2 separate regions of the Mus musculus genome follow, and region 2 is linked to region 1. The links are chromatin contacts, called in public HiChIP or PLAC-seq maps. All regions are on one chromosome and are shown on one strand. Each heading gives the region's core, a stretch centred on a gene start, on an enhancer-like site or on the middle of the called end of the contact. The rest is flanking DNA. Distances are from core to core; before and after follow the strand shown.

Region 1 (5,829 bases), core at 1,770-4,269:
CACCTTCTTCTGACACATCGAAATAAATGAATCTAAAAGAAAAAGAGAGCCGGACAGTAGTGGTGCACACCTTTAATCCCAGCGCTTGGGAGGTAGAGGCAGGTGGATTTCTGAGTTCGAGACCAGTCTGGTCTGCAGAGTGAGTTTCAGGACAGCTAGGGCTACACAGAGAAACCCTGTCTCAAAAAAAAAAAAGAAAAAAAAAAAGGAAAAGAAAGAGAGAGAGGGAGGAAGGGAGGGAGGGAGGGAAGACGGAAGGAAGAAGAAAGAAAGAAAGAGAGAAAGAGAGAAAGAAAGAGAAAGAGAGGAAGAAAGAGAGAAAGAAGAGAAAGAAAAGAAAGAAGGAGGTTTAAGAAATTGAATTAGCGGTGTAGCGGACACCTCAGTAAATCTGTAATGCTTCCCACTCCCCCACCCCCCACAACAGAAACTGCTTCTTTCTTTTTGGCCTGGGCCAGCAGGGACCTGTCTGCTCCTGTCAGAGCCATCTTCCTGTCTACCTCAGCTAGGGCAGCTCCACTCTCAACTGTACTCAGCAATAATTTTTTGGCATCCTGTGGGTTCTGGCAGCAGCTGCCTAGTGGCTTTTCTCTGTTACCCTGGTCTTCTGCTTTCATAGCCCAGTTAGACAGCAGTCCACAATGGCCCAGTTTAAATTCACCTTGTGGAGGGACAGGTTCTCTGCTGAGATTCATATAAGGTGCCCACTTCACCCATTCCAGCTGGGATGCTGGGACAGCTGGGTCCCTAGGCCAAACAAGGCATTTTGCCAACCACTAATGGCCACCATAGCTTGGCCCAGGGTCTGATGGGTACTGAGTCAAATGGGATTCGTGAGCTTTAGGATTGATGAGTCATCTATCTATCAATATATCAATATGTCTATCTAACTATCTATCTGTCTATCATTTATCATCTATTATTTATTATTAATCTACACACTCAATCATATGTATGTGTATTTATGCATGTATGTATATATGAATATGTATTAGCTGCTCCCTCCAGAAGCCCTGAGATTAAGACATAAGGGAATGAGACGGGCCCATTCTCCCTGAGGCAGGAGCATAGCCAGGAGGAGAGCAGGGGAGCAAGCCCAGGCTGTAGACTAGATATTTCTGGGCTTGTGCGAAGGGCTCCTGGAGAATTCCCATCAGCAGTGATAGGATCTGAGCTGATTAATGGAGAGCTGGTTTTAGGACTTGCCTTCAGAATCCTGTGAGTGATTGCAATTTTCCACTTTTAGTGTTGTTTTGGAAGAGCTTTGCGGGGCCTATTTTTGGTTCTACTACAGTTTGGGGAGAATACATTTTCTGGGACAGATGGCAACAAAATTCCCACCCGCTGCACTGTGACCTCAGGAGATTTCAGGAGAGAGATTGATACACCACCCCTGCTTACCCCCACCCCCACCCCCGTATGGTGGACTCTGATCCTGACACACCCCAGCCAGCCCCTTGCACACTCTGCCCTCCGAAGGGTAGATGTGCTGCCCAGCATACTGCAGAGAGGCAGAGCCCGTAGCGATTCACCATTCCTCCTTCACAACGTAGACAGTAGGTGCACATCTCTACATATGCACGTAAGCTAGTCCGTGGGAGTGACTCTTGTCATTGTGGGGCTGGCGAGTGTGAAATGTGCATGGAGACCCCTGGCAGGAGGGCCACTGAAGACTTCCTTTGCCTCTAGGGAGGCCTTAGGTTTTGTTCATAAGGTCTTCAGTTGATTGGGTAAGGTCCACCCACACATCAAAAGCAATCTCTCTTACCTACAGTCTCAGTTCACTGCAGATGCCAGCCACATCTTGTACATATATAATTATGGCAAACATCGACTTGGATTAGCATTTGAGTTATGACAAGGCTTTAAACCCTCTTAGAAGCAAACCTGTCAGTAAAGTATACAAAATGGGCCACCAATGTTCCCTTTCTTTCTTTTTTTTCTTTGTTGACTTTCAAGACAGAGTTTCTCTGGGTAGCCCTGGCTGTCCCAGAATGGACCAGGCTGGTCTCGAACTCACAGAGATTCACTTGCCTCAGCCTTCCGAGTGCTATGGTTAAAGATGTGCACCACCACTGCCCAGTCTTTCTTTCTTAATTATTCTTAATGGCATTTATTGATTTATTAAGGGGGGGCGTGTGCAGGTCAGAGGACAGTCTGTGGGAGTCAGTTCTCTTCTTCCAGCTTGCGGGTCACAGTGATGGGACCCAAGACAGTCTTTTTTAAATTTTTATTTTAAAAATTAGATTTATTTTATTTTATGTGTAAGTATTTGGTTTACATGTATGCATGTGTACCACATACATGCTTAGTGCCCAAGGAGGTCGGAAGTGGGTGCTGAGTCCCCCAGAACTAGACTGACCTATGTTTGTGAACCTCCGTATGAGCGCTGGGACTGAACTCTGGTCCTCTGCAAGAGAAATAAGTGTGCTTAGCTGATGAGTCATCTCTCCAGTTTTGTCCCCTCCCCTTGGATGCACCCACAAAGTAGAAATGTGTCCTTAGAGAAAAGATTCATTGTATTTATATAGGTAAGACCCAGCCAGAGGTGTTCTACTGTAACCCAAGGAGAGAGGCCTCAGGAGAAATTGGACCCTTCCACACCTTGATCTTGAATTTTCAGCTTTCCAAATAATGAGAAAATTTCTGTTTCATTAGTAACCCAGACTGTGGTCCTTTGTTACAGCAGATACACCTTTTCTTGGGGCCAGCAGGGCGCCCCTGGTTTGCTTTTGCTATGTAGTGTTTTTCTAACTATGCTCAAAATGAAGCCAGGCATGGTGGTGCATGCCTATAATCTTAGTACTTGGGTGTTCAAGACCAGTCTCAGCTCCATAGCAAGTTCAAGGTCAGCTTGGGCTACGTGAGACAATAATTTTAAAAAGATGAAGTAGAAGAGGCTCAGTCTTCCCACAGACCGCCCTACTAGGCCCCATACCGTGCATAGTCTCATCCGTCTCTGTTTGTGTGCTCACAGGAAGTCTCTGCCGCAAGGACAGCCAAAAACCGAGCCAAAGGGGTAATGAGCTCTGGGGTAAAGGTCACTGACAGGGCTTGGTTATTTCACAGTCCCTGTCACTGTTCCCAGGCCTGACAAAGGCAAATCACATTGGCCTGATGCCAGTTTCACGGCAGTGGCTGAGACCAGCCCCTCAGGTCTTTGACCTTGGTCCAAGCCCTCTTCTCGGATGGGAACATTCCTCTGGGCTGAGAGATGGTCCAGCAGGTAAAGTGTCTGCAGGTAGAGTGCCTGCCTCCCAAGCATTAATTCAGATTCCTAGGATCCATGTAAACATGTGCGGTGGGATACACCTACAGCATCTGCAGCCTTAGTGCTGGAGGACTTAGGCTGTTTCCCAGAGCTTACCGGCCAGGTAGTCTAGCCAACTGATGAACATTGGGAGTTCAGTGAGGAAAACCGGTCTAGAAAGATACGGTGACGAGGACTAGAAGAAGACGCTCCATCTTGACCTCTGTTTGAGCAGGTGTACATGCACAGTGCACACACACAAGCCCACCCCAAAGGGCGTGTTGACTCCCAACCCAAGGAGGGTGCAGACCTGCATAGAGGGAGGAAGGTATTTATCTGTGAGGAAAATCCAGGAAGTGTGGGGGAACTCGAGGAAGTGAGGCCCAGCAGAAGATGAGGTGGCAAGAACTCCACTGTGCAGAACACGACTCAGAGCTGACCCAGAGAAGAGGGAGGAAGCTGTGGTGGAAGGAATCTATTTTTAAGACCAGTTTTGTTGACACAGAATTCACATGCTGTCCAGCTCTTTCATGTAAAGTATACAACAACATTTTTGTTGTTGTTCTTTTTTTTTTGCATTTTTATTTTATTTTTTCCATTTTTATTAGGTATTTAGCTCATTTACATTTCCAACGCTATACCAAAAGTCCCCCATACCCACCCATCCCCACTCCCCTACCCACCCATTCCCCCGTTGTTCTTTTTTTTAAAAAAAGATTTTATTTACTTAATGTATATGAGCATACTATAGCTTGTGAGACCCCGACTTAAAGCATTTTCCCCAAGCTTGTTTTCCCTGATCTCTAAAAATACAGCCAGAAAGAAGCTCTTTGTTCTCTAAAGCCTTTTTGTTTCTATACCTTACAACCAGAGATGCGATAATTGTAAAAAGACCTAGCCAGGCGCTTGCCTGGCTCCCTGTGCCAAAGATAAACTCCACAAAGTAGAGCTACAACTCACTCCCCACTCCTCATGACTTGTAATTTTACCAAGTACACCCCAGAGAAGAGCTATAGCCAAACTCCTCCCAACTCCTCCCAACTCCTCCCAATTCCTCACTTTTTCCTTAAAAAGCCCCCTACTGTTACTGCTCAGGGTCGAACTCCCCTGCCCTGCTCCATGAAAGGAGTTCATCCTCAGCTAGCTGATAATAAATCCTCTTGCAGCTTTGCATCAGGTGTGGTTTTCTCTCGAGTTATTGGGGTGCCGGCCAGCTCATCCCGGGACTTGAGCGGAGGTCTCCCCAGTTTCGGGGTCTTACAAGCTGTCTTCAGATAGGCCAGAATTGTTACAGATGATTGTGAGCCACCATGTGGTTGCTGGGAATTGAACTCAAGACCTCTTAACCACTGAGCCATCTCTCCAGCCCCTTGATGTTCTTGACAGGGACTCTCTTGTAGCTCAGGTTGGTCTAAACTATGTATCCCAGGCTGTTCTTGAACTCATTACTTTCCTATCTCTGCATCCTAAATAATGCAATTATGGGTCCCAAACCACCAAGCCTAGCATCACCCATTTACCCCTTTGTTGTTGTTGGTTTTTCTTCTTGCTGTGCTGGATGTTGGAAGCACACCAGGCAAGTTCTTAACACTACACTACATCCCCAGTGTTTCTTTTTCATTTTAAAAAAGATTTATGCCAGGCGGTGGTGGCGCACACACTTGGGAGGCAGAGGCAGGTGGATTTCTGAGTTCGAGGCCAGCCTGGTCTACAGAGTTAGTTCCAGGACAGCCAGGGTATACAGAGAAACCCTGTCTCGAAAAACAACAACAACAACAACAACAACAACAACAACAACGATTTGCTTGTTTTTAATGTCTTGAGTGTTTGACTGCACCATGTACATGCAGTGCCTGCTGTGGCCAGAAGAGGGCGCCAGAGCCCCTGGAACTAGAGTTAGAGCGGCATGTAAGGCACTGTAGCAGTATGGGTGCTGGGAACTGAACCCAGGTCCTCTCTAAGGGTAGCAAGTGCTCTTAACTGCTGAGCCATCTCTCCAGCCCCATTCAGTGGCTTTTAGCATATTCAAAAGTATGGGTAACTGTTTTTATATATGTAGTTTGGTTAGACAATGACAATTCCCCCAAAGTAACCTGGTTCCCAGAACTACAGTAAATTGTTTTCCTGGATTCTTGCCATCCCCACATTTTCAGTCACCTGACATTCTCTAACCTACCGTATACTCTGTTTCCCAGACACCCTCAGCAATGGAAAACCATGGTCAGAAAGAACTTTTTGAGCCCCCACCCCCACACTTTATGCCCCACAACTACTTTAGAGGTCACTGGAAGCTGGGGTTGAGGGTGGAGGTGGGATTTGGTTCTCATGCTAGAGACCACCTCCTTTATGGATCTTTTTCTATCTCCCCAAAAGCCTGTGCTATCTCTGAGGAGGGGGGTGTTCCTGAAACCAGCAGGAACTTGAAGCCAGGCTCTCTGATTCCTAGGCAAGAGGCAGGGAAGTGGGTGAGGAACAAGACCTGGCACCTTTTGGGGTATAAATTAATCTCCCAGGTGATATGTCCTGGCACAGGTCACCAGCAGTGAGCTCGCTCAGGATTCACAAACAATGTCCCTGGC
Region 2 (5,829 bases), core at 2,066-4,565, 120 kb before region 1:
AACCCTTCACCATTTGCCAGAAACCCCCAAAGCTTTTAGTGCCCCAGGAAAGGAACCTCACACATACCTCATCATCCTCAGCTACCCGCTTGCCCGTAGGAGCCTCAGCTTCCTCATCTTCATCTCCATCCTCCTCCTCACCTGGAGAATCAATCAAGGCCCACATAAACCACTATCCTCCCAGCTGCAGATCAAGAACGGCCCCAATAGGAGGGTGGAGTACACTGCAGTTCAAAGTGGTCCAACTGCCCAGAAACCCAACCTCTCCCTTCTGGCAGTAAAAGCCAAGGAAGGAACCTGAGAAAACAAGACTACTCACCGTCACCTTCTTCCTCCTCCTCCTCTTCCTCCCCACCTTCTTCCTCTTCTTCATCTACCTCATTGTCAGCCTCCTGCTCCCCATTTTCCTCATTTTGCTTTAACAGAAAACACATCTGCCATTAGCCAGCTCTGAAGCAGGCCTGTATATCTAGTGCACCTTGCCCCTCCCCACACCATACAGCTACCACACCACCTCCCAAACAAAAATCAGACAAGTTCCCTTGTCTGGTCCAACATCCTGAACTAAGCTGAAAATTTAAAAAAGTATAAACTGGGAACACAAGCCCCAGCTACTTGGACACTCACAGCGTTCCCATTGGCAGGTGCATCTCTTCCATTCTCTGCCTCCTCCACAACTTCCTTCTTCTCCTTCAAGTCCTTTAGAAGGAAGAGGAAACCCGTTAGTCTTCAGAACAATAGAGGGCCACCCATCAGCCAAAGTGCTGAAAACTAGACAAAGCTGGTCCACAGGACCAATCTGAGTCACTGGCTACTTGGCCACCCTAGGGTAATGTCAGCATGGACCATAGTAGGTACTCAAGGCCTGTAGTCCAAATCCTATGCTTTCCATCTTCTAGATACATTGAAAACAAGGCAGACTCATGTGTCGACTCAACGCACTCCTCTACCATATGGCATCATAGCCACAAACCCGCCAGGCCAGGCAGACAAGCTCGGGAACTGTAGCCCTTACCTGCACGCCCTTTGCCGCCGGTTTCCAGCTAGAGGGAGCTCCACCCCTCAGAAACCCTTCTTGGAAGGCAGTGGCTGTGTGCCTTAAATAAATAAGGTAGAAGGGAGGAGCCAGTCGACGGTCATTCGCTCAGGAATGGATGGGAGAGTCTGGATGGGGATCGGAAAGCGCCTGGGCATGCAGAAACACCCCCTTCAAGTCACACCAGCCATGCTTGGTACTAGGGACCTCCTGGCCTCCACAGCCCAAAGGAAATAAACTAGCACTCTGGGCCCTGCGGCTTCGGGGCCGGACCACTGGGTAACTTTTCCCACTACGACGGCTGAACGGTCGGCTCGGTCGGGGCCCAGGAACATGGTCCAGCTAATTCCGCCGGTGCACCGCTGGGTTACCTGCCGGCAATGGTGGGTTCGCGCCCACCGGAGGCCTGCCTAGGACCCCACTGCACCCGCTTCCGCCCCCTGGCGGCCGAAGCCCGGGGGAGTGAGTGGGGGCGGGGTGGCAGCGGTGCGCAGGCGCATAGCTCACCCAGCGAACTACGCGCGCGAGCCTCTTGCACGCACCGCGCGCAAAGAGCACGTGGCCCGGGGCGCCAAGTGCGCCCTGTGCCCTGGAGACCCGAGGTCCGCTTTCATCCAGGGGAGCGGAGTCACCCACTGGAGAAAGCCCGCTCCGTGCTGCCCCCTGGGGTCCTGCCTGTGAGGGGCAACACGCGGCTTCCGGCTCCGATTTTGGCGCCAAGCTCTCGCGGTAGGTCACCAGGGACTCGGAGCTCCTCGGCTCCGACCCTCGAGACCTTCGGGGGGGGCGCTCCCTAGGAGCGCTGGACCTCGCGGGAATTCACCTGAGACTCCCGCCGAGGGCGGAGGTGGGACCATGCTTGCTACAAAGTGTTACAGCGGTGGCGGGCATCGCTCCAGAGCGCGCTCTGCACGGGGTCGCACCAGCCGAGGGAGATGGCGAGCCACGGGAGTTTAAAGAAACAAGGCGACTGGGACTGAGTCCCCACTGCGGGACAAGCGGGGTGCGAACATCGAGGTGTTTGAAAGCAACGAGTCCGAACCGAACACGGCTGAGGGTGGAGAAGACTCCACCGGGAGGGCGAGCCCCTGCCTCAGGACCCCAGCCAGGACCGCGGTGCTGCGCGGGCTTCTAGACCGCCACGGCACCACCGCAGCTGGGGAGCCGTGGGGGGGCGTCCAGCCGCTCCGCAGCTTCACTTTCTATTTCCTCCCCCTCTCGCGTGGGCTCGCCGCCCGGGCCCAACCCCGTCAGCAATGACTGACCCTGCGACGAGGTCCGCCGCCGCGGGGACAAACACGACCACCCGCGTTCACCCGTGGCTGCGGACCAGACCCTTAGGTGTCGCGGTCAGAATCCCCCCAGCGCAGCACGCCGCCCCATCCGCGTCATCCCGGATAACCGGTGGCCGGCCCGCTATAGGGCGCGAACCCGGGCGCCTAACAAAGAGCGACTCGGCCGCGGGCGCCCTCAGCTCGCCGGCGCCGCACACGCGCCCCCCACACTTCCGACTGCGGACGCGCCGGAGTTTCAAAGTTATTTCCGTGCGCCGCGGCCCCGCGACCCCGGCCCCGAGAGCGCTCAAACCATTCGCAAACAAGTTTCGAGAATCCGCGTCTCGGCCCTCCCCGTTTGCGTCCGAGTTCCGAGGCGACCCCAGGCCATCGGCCAGCTCCCGACGGCGGCACCAATGCCCGCGCCGCTTCGCGCCCCCTCCCCCGCACACAAAGAGTGTTGCCCGGGGCCATCGCGCCGCTGGAGGGTGGCGGGGTCGCCTGGAAAAGCGTTTGCGTGATGCTTTCCTGAAAGCCCGCAACCACGCGCCCCAACGCCGCCCGGGCGACGGCGCGCAGACCCCGAGGGGGCGGGCGGCGTCCAGCCTCACCTTGGTGGTGATCTCGGAGCTGGTATCCACTGCCGCGTCTGACATGGTGGGGCACGCCGGTGGTCCGATGCCGCGAGTGAGGGAATTAAAAGTCGAGTTCGAGGACTCTGGCGAGAGAGCTGCCGGAGTCCGCGCTGGAGGAGGCGGTGGGCGGCGAAGGTGGCTGCAGCGAGCGCGGAGCACGACCCAGGAACAATGCAAAGATGGCTTTTCGGAGCAGCCAGTGGGGGACTCACGCGGCGCCAGAAGCTTTAATATAGATTAGTGGGCGGTGCTCAGCCACCCTAGTCCCGGCGCTATTGGCTGAGCGCAGGGAGCGGGCGTCCTCTCATTGGCTCGATTCCGAACAATGGGCAAGTGAGCTTAAAGCGGCAGTGCCTCGGCTTGGCGCGCGCTGCGCAGTCCCCCGCCGCACTGTCATTCAGAGTGTTGAATTTTGTTGGGTCTCGCCACGCCGGAGGGGGGTCGCGCGCGTGCGCGCTCCCGCAGCTGTTTTGCTAAGGCCTCTGACGCAGAAAGCTAAAGCGCGGCAAAGCTGCCCGCCCAGCCCCGGTCCTCCCCCTCCCTCGCGACTGCTCGGAAGAAGGAGGGGGAGGGAGGGAGGAGGGGGAGCGGGAGCACTGCCCGCCAGGGGGAGGGGGAGGGGAAGGCGAGCGATGGGCGGCGCTTGCCCCGGGCGGTGTCCCGCGTGGTTCCCGCGCCCGGGACCTGCCCGCACCGAAGAGCAAGTTGTCCCAGTTCAAGTGAACATCAGTCCACACAACGGGGTGACTGTGACTCGCACCTTCCGCCCCGTCCTCCTTTCCCTCCGCCTCGATGACACTAGTGATCCCCACCGCCCACCACTGTCCCGCCGTCCAGGGTCAGCTCCGGAGTGGGCCTCGCGCCCTGCACACTTGGGGGGACTCATGCGAAAGTCCCGGTGTCCTCGAGCGAGACAGGCCTGGGGCCTCACGCCACAAGGCGGTGTCGCGCCTCAGGGCTCTCTGGTCAGCGTCTGCTGTAAGAGGTCACTGCCGTCGCGACAGCTCTTAACATCATCCAGAGCCCCGCCCGGCCATCGAGTTTACCCCTCTCCCCTAACATTTTGCAGGCTCCAGTGGGCATATGAACAGTGTGCAACTGGGAGAAACTTGTCTCCCCGGCCATTAGGACTAGTCCTTGAAGGGGTTCCTTCAAACTTGAGCCATTTACGGTACCACGCGGAGCCTGAGAAAAGAAAAACCATAAAGACGCCACACTCAAGATGGCGTTGGACTCGGCAAGCGTGGCGTGACGTGGCGACTCGGCTCACGCGAACAACTTCAAAATACTATATTACTCCATTTTTAGCGCTGTCTCACTTGGCTGTCGAACTAAGGAATTTGCCCTGTGAGAAGAGCGACCAGAATGGCTATAAACGGGTTCGGAGAAACGACTTCGCCACACTCAAGATGGCGGCAGATAGCGTCCGACTGTGTGTCGCCAGGAGGGGGCGCCCGACACGGAAGGCGGGACTTGGGAGAAACCCGCACACACTGGCTGAGAGTGGCGGGCGAACACAAAGTTGACGCTTTGCGCCCTGCCATTGGTCATTCCTGCTGTCTGTCTCCTGGGGGCCGTGGAATCGGGAGTGAGGAAAACCCGGAGTCTTGAATCGGGGAGGGTGAATGGGTGCCAAGTCCCTTAGAGCTTTGAGGTCGAGGCGAGGAGACTGAACTGCCCTTATGGCTCACCCCCGGCGTTTGGGCCCATCCTCACCCGGAGGCCCCTATGCGGAGCTTGAGGAGAGGAGAGGAACGTGCAGTGTCGGGAAACTGTTGCAGTTGGACCCAGGGTCGGCCCGCGAGCCGCACGTGGCCGGCCCGCATCCCCGCGCGCACGTGCCAGTCCCGCCACCAGCCGCTTGGGCCTGTGTGAGCTTTTCCTTTAAGGAGAAAGCCTTGCCGCCGCCCTTTGGCCTGCGCTCACTCCCGTTGTCCAGCGGTTGCTCCTGTCCTGGCAGCCCCTGGCAAGGGAGGGTGTGAAGGCCCCCGGGGTCTCGCTCTTCTCGGAGCACACTAATGGCCGGAGACGGTTATCGCGCCCCAGCGCCCTAGGTTGCACAAACTGCCTGAGTCCGAACTGCCCCACCCCCGCCAGCGGGCTTTACTGTGATGAGGATATGGAGCTTAAACAGGGAAGGGCCTTTGAGCTGCAGCTGCCCAGACCCCTTTTTTGTAGATAGGGAGGGACGGTGCTTCAATATAAACAGAAAGGAGGATGCTTTCTACCTGGTGCTTATCCATTAAGCTCCCGTTATTCTCTAGAGGATTGTTCCATCTACAAAACCCAGATGCACAAAGAGCTTGGCCTATACCACCCACATCTTAGTTGTGGTTTCTGAGTTCTGGATTGGGAGAGCTGAGGGAGGCAAGGTGGCAATCAGTGAGAAGCTGGATAAGTATGAACTTCCCTCGAAGAAGAACTGCTTTATCTAGTCTTGTGCATGCCCGTGCCTCTACCATAAGGGAGGAAGGCCCACGCATCTGGTTGTAGAAGCACTATCTATGTTCAAGCTAAGCTTACGGACCTCCTGCTGTATTCATGACAGTGTTTGGCTCATACAAAGAAAAAAAAATCCATAGGTTCTAGAAAGGAAGTTAGAGTTATCAAATAAGCCATGGTCAGAGCTCCCGCTATCCTAGTATGTTTGAGAAGACCAGGAACAGAAGTCTCCTCTGGGCCTTTTGTCTGGCCACAGGAGTCTTAAGAGCCAGGAACTGCTGTAGTTGCTGGGACTATGAAGAGTCCCTTTCTTTCCTTAACAGGTTGTTCTACCTCTTCAGCTGTTTGTGAGAGGGCTGGTCTTACTGTCTGTACTTCCACTCATCCATGTATCTTAGGCCTTAGGCTGCTCCAGAGGCCGGAAGTGAAGTACTTCCATGGT

What was found. HiChIP or PLAC-seq counts read pairs in DNA pulled down with a chosen protein or histone mark.
Region 2: a contact with region 1 is called in an H3K27ac HiChIP or PLAC-seq map of the HPC-7 cell line, with 5 times the contacts expected there. The contact joins the promoter of Ptma here to the enhancer-like site in region 1. A contact is called at or near these places in 11 of 39 promoter capture datasets (the 3T3-L1 cell line, 3T3-L1-derived adipocytes, the HPC-7 cell line and 7 more), 2 of 15 datasets of contacts at CTCF or cohesin (embryonic stem cells and large pre-B cells), 3 of 484 Hi-C or Micro-C datasets (the G1E-ER4 cell line, palatal mesenchyme and uterus), 8 of 115 datasets of contacts at active chromatin or transcription factors (the HPC-7 cell line, bone marrow-derived macrophages, embryonic basal ganglia and 3 more) and 3 of 9 other capture datasets (adipose tissue, liver and pancreatic islet).

Annotation. Positions count from the first base shown.
Region 1 is chr1:86,404,336-86,410,164 of GRCm38.p6, reverse strand. No RefSeq gene overlaps it. Among named protein-coding and RNA genes, the nearest start is that of Tex44, 19 kb to the left of the region's middle. Within about 2 kb of position 3,019, at least 56 of the 459 cell types and tissues checked have an H3K27ac peak or open chromatin away from gene starts, as enhancers often do. A contact at or near this core is called in the HPC-7 cell line, adipose tissue, bone marrow-derived macrophages and 1 more, where this site is marked.
Region 2 is chr1:86,524,043-86,529,871 of GRCm38.p6, reverse strand. Ptma (prothymosin alpha) reads right to left here and starts at 3,315. Exons shown (of 5, transcript NM_008972.3): 1 at 2,922-3,315; 2 at 628-699; 3 at 320-416; 4 at 68-141. The coding sequence starts at 2,966.